Linked DNA regions of Zea mays: region 1 is linked to region 2. Evidence: chromatin contacts called from public Hi-C data. All regions are on one chromosome and are shown on one strand. Each heading gives the region's core, a stretch centred on a gene start, on an enhancer-like site or on the middle of the called end of the contact. The rest is flanking DNA. Distances are from core to core; before and after follow the strand shown.

Region 1 (5,139 bases), core at 2,254-4,753, 580 kb after region 2:
CAAATCTTCCAATCGTCAAGCGCTTGATCGACGCGCGTTCCGCTGCGCGTCGATCATCGCATTCTCCAGGGCAACTACGATACATGTGTTGAGTGTTGTTCGTGAGTGGCTTGTATTGGACGGGGGAAATCTGTACGCTTTTCGTACCACAGATTTCAGTTACTCCCGGTAGCAGTGTATGTGTATGCGTCCTAGATGTTCCTCCTGCTGTGCACGATGGGGGATACGATGAAAGGACAAGATTTTCACTTCGTGGAAAAAGCTTATTTTGCTGTTAAGTGCCAACGTACTTCATGCATCCAGTGCTAATTTCAATTGTGAATTGGCCCCTTGGCCCTTCGAGACAGGCCAAGCAGCTAGGACAAACGGATCAATTCGAGTTTGTACGCTCGTAATTTCGGTTCCCTTTTCATTTGGAAGGCCAATTTGGATACGCAACTGGGACAAGTTGTATCACCACTTGTCAAGGTGTACTCAATTCAGTTCCCCAGAATAAAAATGTGACTTCACACGACAGAACAAGCGGATAGTGAAGAAAATTCTGTTCTATCTCAGCACTGCAGAGATGCAACATAATTTTTGCTCTTTCCACCCGCATCAGGGTGGCCGGGTGCAAACTTCAGCAAATATTGCTAGCATCTAGCATCACCCTAACATCTTATGAGTGGTAGATATGAAGGGGGCTGGCCTCGAGCCTCTCCTACCTCTCCTACGTCTGTGAAACTATATTGAATATAGAGGTATATTATAAAGGAGAAAGGAGAAGAAGAAAAATAAGCTCCCACTCATTTGGTGAAAGAGGTGGAGAATAGAGGAGAAGGAAAGAGAAAGAAAAAGAGAGGAAATTAAACCTTTCTAAAGCTACTTTGGGAATCTCGTATCCACTTCGGGATTGGAGGCGATTATAGTGGAAATGAGTTAATTTTCTCTTCAATTATCTTCAATCCCGAAGAGAATTTAAATTTCTAAACTAGCCCACACTCATCTCTAGGAAATTAGCCTCCCTTTGTCCATTTCTCGATCCACCTGATTCCTATCACATCATCATATCGAATGTTTTCTGCGGATAAAGGTTAAATAAAAAGATACTTAATTCATAAAATTACATTAATTAAAAAAATAAAAATAAACAATCCATAAAACAAATAAAAATTATCTTGCTTAAAAAATATAAAAATTACATAATTCATAAAATAAAATCTACTTCAAGGGCGTAGATTCTAAACATACTCTATTAAATTATTTTAGATTTGATTATGTATTGAGCTAGCATGTGGTCTCATGTCACATGATGGCCGTAAAGCCCTTTTAAGAGTTACAGTTGGTGTTGCAAAAGAGGAATAGACTACCTCATGATCGTCAACGTCATATGATCCTCCACGTTCATTCTTAATGATAATATTGTGTAGAATGGTATATAAACATATTATCACACTCAGTACTTGGTGGAAAACACAAGATACGGGGTAGCGAAAATATAGAATCGAGCCTCTAGGGCCTCAAATGCTCTCTCTACGTCCTTCTGTGCGCATTCTTAGTATATAACAAATATCCGCTGCTTTAGAGTCTATGGGAGGGGAATGGTCTTCACAAACACCGACTACTGAGGGTAGATACCACCAACGAGATAATACCCTTGGCTGTACTCGTCACCATTCAACGTGAAGTTCATATTTTGTGCTTCACCATTGAGCACGCCAGTGAACAACAACGACTGTTTGAGCGCGTTGACGTCGTTATTCGACCCCAACGTCCCAAAAATGCATGCCATATCAACAAGTCATATGAGAAAAACACCTCAAGCATGATCGTTGGGGATCTAATGTCCCCCTCTGTAAATTGCCCTCTCTATCCAATCAGATAGTTCCTACACTTTCAACGCATGCAATCTATACTCCCCATCATATCATGAAACCCCTTTCCCCTTAGTTAATAGTCATATGAGATTGCTAATAATGGGACGATGACTATACTCCTTGCTAAAGCATGAAATAATACCTGTACATAATAGTTTGAGGCACTTTAAGGTGAAACTTTTTCCTATTTTGATGTACTCATCAATGGAGTGAACAACTTTGGTTGCTCCACACACCTTTGGGGCCACCTTCTCGGGTTGCCATCTTCTCTCATATGTTGTTTGCGTCATTTTCTTTCTTCCAATTGCCCCTTTTTTGACCCTTTATTCTTATAATCTTGGCTTGGCTTGTTTATCCCTATAGGCATGCACATGAAAATGAAAGTTTGCCACCATAGAATTATGTTGATAGACAACACATTCCCTAATTATTACCTTGCAATCCAAGCATGCATATTGGGAATGTCACAAAATTGGAATAAACAAAACTGATGTCATGATGGGAATGTCACGTCAACAAAACTACTCACTAAAACCGTCTAAGGGGTTACTAGCTTGGTTTTATAAAATGGAGCAGGTTAAATAACTGATTTTAAAGGTGAGGGGTACACCTCGGTCATGTAGATTTTTGGAGTTATTTGCCCATTGGTCAGTATCAAAGGGGGGTTTCACCCAAATACCATCACGGCAATGGGCTTCGCCACTACGCCATTTTCAAACTTCATTTCACAGACAAAATGCCATTTGTACTCTTGAGCACATTATTAGACTCTTTTTACCATCTTTTACCCTTGGCAAAATAACGATGTCAACACTCATCGTGAGAACTTGCTATTTGAAATCAGCGTGTATGAAGTGTTTAAACTTGCTATTTGAAATCAGTGTGTATGAACTTGCTATTTGAAATCAGTGTGTTTGAACTTGCTGTTTGAAATCAGTTTGAAATGTGTCTGTTTCAACTTACTGTATACTGTTTGTATTGTGTACGTTTGAACTTGCCTTTTGAACTGTGGACATCTCTAAAATCTATGGTTTTTGAGTTAGCTGTGAACTTCCTGCTTTCTGTGCCAGACAACTAGCTAGCTGGCCAAGTGAAAAAGACGAACTATGCTTGGTTCTAAACTGTGTGCTTGAGGACTATTAACTGTGCTTGGCCAAATGCAAAAGACGCACTGAGCGTCAGGCGTCGAGTACATTGCGCCAACGTCCCTCTATTTCTCTGTTCCGAAACGTTGCGCCAGCGTCGAAACCGTGTATAGGTAACGGCGTTAATGACCGAAGGGCATAACTGGAAATAAAGAGTTGAGATTAGCATCCAGGTTAGTCAATAGGAGAAAATAGCCTTTTGTCTGTGAAACAAGAGATAATTAGATTTTTGCCACTCACAATGTTATCTTCTTGTTATAACTATCACCGTGTCTATGAATTGTGGGTTCAACTGAGTGTCTGAGTCTATAAAATGTGGACTTGATGGTGACAAATATTAGAATCTCTCGTGAAACTATGTTTGAAAATGGCTTAGTGGCAAAGCTCATTGCCATCAGCCATGACGTTATTTGTGCCAAGCCCGTCATGACATTAATAACGGCAACTAACTCGCTCTAAAAAAATAAAGGGTCCTTCGCTCCTTCGGTCGCAGCCTAGGAAAAAAAAACGCATAATTTCAGATTGAGATCGCCATGGCCGCCATGGGATGGTCCGACCTCCCCTCCGAGCTCCTCACCGACATCGCCGGTAGGATCAACGAGCTCGCCGACATCGCCCGGTTTCGCTCCGTCTGCTCGTCATGGCGATCGGCGGCGCGGGACGCCGTGGCCGCCCCGCCGCCGCAGCCGCCGTGGCTTCTCCTCCCGTCGTCCCCGTCTCGGCTCTTCTTCTGCCCCCGGGAGGACCGAATCTACCCAAACCTCCGCCTGCCCCACCCCGCCGCAGAGGTGCACCACCGCCGCCCCCGCCCCCACCTGTACGCGTCCCCGCATGGATGGGCGCTCGCCATCGACCCGACAGATCTGGCTGCTTCCCTCGTCCATCCCTTCACCGGCGCCACCCGCCCGCTCCCGCCGCTCCCCTTCTTCTTCGCGGAGACGGAGGACCTGGCCTGGGACTGGTCTCCGCACGGCGTCATGGCGTCCAGCGGCGAAGGCCTGCTCTTCTGCGCCGCCGATCCGACGACAGCCGCCTCCTGGTCCCCGATCCGTGCACTGTACGATTGCAACGCCAGCAGCATCAACTACGCCGGCGGCAAGTTCTTCGTCTTCGAGGAGGACGTCTGCCGCACCACCATCGTCGACGCGGTCACCCTTGCCATCGCCGCCGTGATCCCGGCCCCCGCCGTCGAGCTCCCCGCCGAGGCGCGCGTCGCTGTCGCCGGCGACGAGCTCTTCCTCCTCGTCAAGTCAAAGTGGATGTACCTCTTCAGCGACGACGTTGACTTCTCGAAGGCCTTCCATGTCAACCACCGCAGCGTCAATTCAGCCTGGCAGGAGCTCACAGGCATCGGCGAGCGTGCGCTATTCGTAGATTCCCACCACGGGTTCGCAGTGCCGACGGCGGGGTTTGGCAATCTCGAGAGCAACACAATCTATTCAGTGAGCAGCAAGAAGGTGAACTACAGCGTTTCGGCATTTAGCCTGGAGACCCGTACCTCGAAGAAACTTGCGTGCCGCCTCAACGACCAGGAGATGGCGATGCGTGGTGAGATGCCATCGTGGATCGTACCAAGATTGGATGAAGTCTGAATCTGCAGGGTTGGGAGATTCATCATTGTTGTGCAATCACTGTTGATATATGGTTCTAGGTAATTTCTTCGGTATCCTTGCAGTTCGAACCAGCAATAATCCCTATATAAGTTCACTCCTGTAAATTCTTGATTCTGTCGTTTAAAGTTTTCTTGATAATCATGCAGTCCAGTAGATTTGGGTCATATTTGTAGGAAAATTGCCTTCAAATTCAGTATACTGTGTTGATGTTCTAGTTTAATAAAGGATTGTATGTTCTGTTCATTCTCAAGCTTAAATAAAGGTTTGCCATATCAGAGTTGAGCGTTTTAATTGAGCTTAATATTTAATTTGAGACTTGAAATTTGATTGTAATCCAGTATTATGTGAATCAAAAGCCTTTCTTTTTTGTTAGGCTGTCTCCAGCAGTTCGTATATATATAGTTGTGCAAAATACTGTTTTGCATTGTAGAGTGTAGACTATACTATTTGCAGAATGAAGTTTAAAATAGGAGATAAGATGGGTAAGCTGCTGGAGAGTGGAGACAGACTTACATGTGTGATTTG
Region 2 (4,999 bases), core at 1,899-4,398:
GGAGTGGAGGCGAGTTCTTCTATGTGGCAGGACGCGAGCGATCCCAGATTTGCGTTAACCCCTGTTTGGTAGTCGTACGGCGACGGAATCGCCTCCGTGAGAGGAGAGGATCGAGCAGCGTTGATCGACCCTGTCGGTTCGATCTGCCTGGCAGGGATCCAAGTCGAGCCACTCGCATTTTTCGACACGTAGGTAGATGTTTCTTGCAACTGATGAAGCTTAGAGAAGCGACAAAGTTACTTCGCGGTGAAGAACGTGATGACGGTAAACTAGAAAATAAAACTGAACCCTTGGTTGACAAATCGATGATTATCTTATTCAGCAAGGAACGTACAGAGGCGATGAACGTGATCAACATCGGCATGCACAGCTGATGAGACGTGTACGTACATAAGCTAGCTAGCACATGGACAGCACAGGTTCTTAGATATTCGTACCCCGCGCGAATAGTTTTGACAGGTAACATGCACTACGAGGACCGATGGGCCCCCACGCTCAATAAACAAAAGATGAAGGAACCCAAAAAAAAAAGATGAAGAAATGTTGTGACGCAAGGCTTACGCTAGCGTGACGTATAGAGGGCGGAGGGGAGGCAGCTCCGACTCCATCCACGTCCCAATCGGCGTTGGGCAAATGAAATAATTTCGGATAAGCAGGACGCGTAGTACACCACAACTTGTGTCGTTGTGCTAACAGACACAGCAGCGACCTGGCCTGGCCTGGCCTGATCAGGGGCCCCAGGCCATGCACGGGCGAACGGACCGTTTCGCCACCCCGCCGCAGCCGTCCGATCGCGCGCCGCGACGCACGGCCCGGCCGCGTGCTCCCCCGCCCTACCAGACGTGTGCCGGTGGTCGTTGCTGTCCGTGCCTCTCTTCCCGGCCGAGGTGGTCGTTGCGTGTCGCGCTTGGCGTCCGCGCCTCACCAGAAAGTCTCTGGGCTCTGGCGCGCGCGGTGGCTGGCGAGAGAGTTCGGAGCTAGCTCTCGCAATCGGGGGCAGGGCACGCACGGTCGTTTTCAGGTAGGTTGTCACATGCGCGGCCGGCCTGGCCTAAGCTGCCCCCTTGCGGTCGAAAGGAAATAGACACAGCGGTGCGGGCCGTCGCGCGTCACGAACACGGCTGTCGTCTCGTCGGGTTGCCCTTGCGCTTCGGCTGTCAGCCTGTCACCGCGAGGCTTTGGTCTAGAGCAGTCGAGCTCCAGCGGTGGCCCGGGCAGTTCGCCTAAGCAATTAGGGACAGCCGCGCCACGCCGTGGCCCATGCGCGCGTTGGTGGGCGGCCGGCGCCGCCGTGGAGCCTGCCTGGCTGCCTCTCCATTCTCGCTGGTTTATCGGCTCTTTTTTTGCGTCATTTGTCTGCGCGGGCCCCAGGTCGACCGCGGCTGCGTGCTTCGGCGCCCGGCGGTGGTCTGATCGTGATAGTTGCGTCTGCCTGGCTCGTGGAATAGCGGCAGTCAGAAGAGTGATTTGATTGCTTTTTTTCTAGTACGATTTGGTACGTATGAGTATATATGTGTGTGGACTAGTCTTTAGGACTACGATTCTGCTACCATGTCTACTCGGAGTTTGTTGAGACGATTATTCTACGGGTTTGTGAATCGCGAGTTGTCTTCAGTCTTGCTACTTCAGGTATGTACTCGCGGAGGCCAGTAATACCGTTGCTATACGTACGTCACAGTAGCCATTTTCAGCGTAGCATGTGGCAGCATAGAGATAATTAGCACCGGTCGAGGGCCGAGCAAGGTGGAGTGGTGGCGGCGCTGCCCGCCAGGGACTCGACGGGGAAGCGAATACGATGCGTTTGGTTCTCATGGGCCATGGGCCACGGCTATGGTTATCCGCATCCAAACGGCATTCGTCCAACTAAACCCAAAGCATCTTGAATCCATTTGAGATTTTGGATTATCCAAATCCATTTCCAGGTCGAACTGGTACCTAAAGCAAATACTAACATAAACTTTTTCCTACATCAAGCTGGCCGCTGAACGCACACCCAGTACGTAGGACCAGGCTTGCTTCAAAAAAAGTTCGCACAGCTTGAGAGCCTCTGACGCTCAGCTGCTGGTCCCTCGTTTACGTGCATAGATCTTATCTTGCTAATTGCTCCCAGTCGTAGGCCATGTCGGTGTACTAATTGCTCCCTTCTGGTCATGCATAAACCACAACTGTAACCCTCTCGTGTACATGCATAGATCTTATCTTGCTACTCGAGAGGAATCTTGTGGCCTGGCAACCATTTGGCCATTTCTCATCCCCCTGCAGACTGCAGTGCAGAGCAGCCAGCAGGGCTAGCATCAGCTAGATCACTATTATTCATCACGGCCACAGCCCACAGCCACGCACAACAACTGCACGGCAAAGAAAGTCCCTTTTCCCCCCAGTTCATCATTGCCTTTTTATTGGCCAGATCAAGATATGTACACCATCTCGGAAATAAACAGAGAAGTTTTTTTTTTTTTGGATCGATGGATCCAAATGGCAAATGCCAGATTAAAATATGTGACATTTCAAATTTGGTACGCAACCATTGGGCGCTCATTTTGGCCCAACCAATCGGCAGGTTGCGACCCGGGAAGAAAAGAGAGGCCGGAAATCTGGCGGCAGCCCTAGCTATACAAGCAGACGGTGGATGGAGTACAGAGCACTAGACATACTGTACGTACGCATGCAGGCGGCCTAGCTAAAAGCATTCCTCCGGGATGCTCTGCAGCGCCGGCGACCACCGGCCTCGGCGCCTCCCGGCCGCAGCCTGCTTCTTGGCGTGCTGGCGCCTCAGCAAGCTCACGAGCTGCTCCAGCGCCGGCGGCAGCGCGGCGAAGGCGGCGCTGCCGCCCCCGGCGACGGCCGCCGCCACCTGCTTGAGCTGCTGCTTGCTGAGCACGATCTTGACGCGCATCGCGCCCTCGGCGGCGGCCGCGGAGTCGGCGATGCTCGCCCCCGTGGACTGCTCGATGGCCGTGGCCGTCTTGGTGTCCAGCTGCAGCCGCGGGCACCTCACCAGCTTCCGCCCGTCCCTCCAGCTGCACGTCGTCGCCGGCGCGGCAGCGGCCTCCAGCTCCATGGATGTCCCGATCTGATGATCTGTTGTCTCTCGCTCTTGCTTGCTCACCTAAGCTCTGTCTCCTCCTGCAGGTCTCTAACTCTAACGCCAGTAGCTAGAGAACAACGGACGAGTATATATATAACACTTGTGCGTGTCCAAAGCTAGGGTTTGTTTTTTATATATGGAGGGGTGGTTATGGTTTACGAGTGAGACAGCTCAGAGGTGACTGTCCATGTAAAGATCGGAAAGGGACGCAACAGGTGGAATCTTTTCCATTTCCACGGGATTAGTTAGTTCACGATCGGTTGTTTAAATACTGCGGATATACAGATACGGATGGTACTTGCAGCGTGTCAAACCCTACGATGCATGGGCAGTCGGAGGGCCCCACACGCGTCACATGCCACTGGAGAATTTATCAAGACTAGCACCAGTGCGTCCCTGCAGGTCTGATCTGGATCTCTCGTCACCTTTACAGGTGGACTCATGTGCCTAGCTTCTCGCGATCAAAAACGCTAGCACTATGGTCTATGATGCATCCCACAGAAGCACAGCTTTTATGTTACCAGAGTTATTACGTCTTTCTTTTTTTTTCTTTCCCATAATTATAGAATTTCTTCCTTAATATCTTAAACATGGAAGCAAAGTCCAGCGGTAAAGAAGTCCTTAAATACTACATATCGGCTTCGGAACCAATTGGCTCCCTGGCAAACGAACTTGACCATGTACTAATACTAGTGATCTTTTCTGAAGAAACGAGGCAAGAACAGCCTCATCCAACAGAGGTACTGCGAACTTAAGAAACCTTGCTTTACTGCTAACTAATTCTGATTCAAATATAGGTCTTCCTCGGAACTAGAAGAGGTTGCAAAAGAAATTTCTTCTTCACACGTCATGAACAAAACTAAGAAAACAAACCAGCCGATCGAGAAGAAAGATTTCCTATTGCCCAGGACAAGACCAACAAGATCGCTCGAGCACAAGGAAAACCAGTAAATAAAAAACTTGTGAGCACAATATTTGTAGACAACTTTGGTCAAAACAACTATTCAAATCTCTCTTTGAACCCATGATGGTCAAACTAAAACACCACAAATATGAAATTTGTTATTATTCTCTTCAATAGCCAACTCTAAATATCAGTGATGGCATTATAACCATTGCAAAAGATCACGACTGCACAGGATTAAGACCTTCGCGGTAGGCCTTCACCCACGAGGGCTACTGTTGAGGTTTTCACTATAGTTAAAGGTGCACTTCCATTCTTTCGAGCTAACTAATGATTGTTTGTTTGGCTTGTAGATTTAACATCACATTAGATAAAGCAACAAAGTTATAACAAAAGAACAAATCAATTCACTCAGGTGTGAAGACTCCACCCTTCACCTGAAGACCTTGTCGGCAAAGGAAAAATACGTAAATCTTCATCTACGAAGCCCCAAGATATGGGAATCCCTTCATCCGCGAAGACTTCGCACCACGTTAATGATCTACAAAGCCTCAATATAAAGAATTGTATCCTCAGGCAATGAAGCAAAGATGACAAAGAATCTTCTCTAGAAGTACAAACATGCCCGTGAAGACTAAACACAACTAAGGACTCGATGACTAATAAAGATGGATATTGACCGAATTGTCCTTGAGCGGGCAAGCAATTATAGCCTTATAGATCAAGGGTATTTAAGTATTTGTATAAATACCCCTCACATTGTACACTTCATGGACATGAAAACTATTATGCAATACAACTTACTTACCTATTTCATGGTTGGGTTTATTCACTCTCTAACATCAAAGCAACGCTCAGAGTCTGACGATCTTATTTTGTGCGAGGCTAGGGTTAGCCATCAGACTGGCACTGTGCAAGCGTGATGCTATCTATGTTAGGGTCTAACTCCTATTTGGTGTGCCCTCTATCATTTTTTCTTCCATATACTTCTTAACATGTGCTAACTC

The links. A called contact is a pair of places that touch in the nucleus more often than the background predicts.
Region 1: a Hi-C map of ear shows a contact between it and region 2, with 1.7 times the contacts expected there. The contact joins the promoter of LOC100277288 here to the promoter of LOC100275272 in region 2. A contact is called at or near these places in 2 of 25 Hi-C or Micro-C datasets (ear and tassel).

The regions. Positions count from the first base shown.
Region 1 is chr5:198,481,501-198,486,639 of Zm-B73-REFERENCE-NAM-5.0, forward strand. It overlaps LOC100277288, which reads left to right and starts at 3,504. Exons shown (of 1, transcript NM_001150898.2): 1 at 3,504-4,883. The coding sequence starts at 3,535. The coding sequence ends at 4,593. LOC100274361 reads left to right here. Exons shown (of 1, transcript NM_001156021.2): 1 at 1-264. The coding sequence ends at 27.
Region 2 is chr5:197,900,625-197,905,623 of Zm-B73-REFERENCE-NAM-5.0, forward strand. LOC100275272 reads right to left here and starts at 3,149. Exons shown (of 1, transcript NM_001152147.1): 1 at 2,356-3,149. The coding sequence starts at 3,061. The coding sequence ends at 2,681.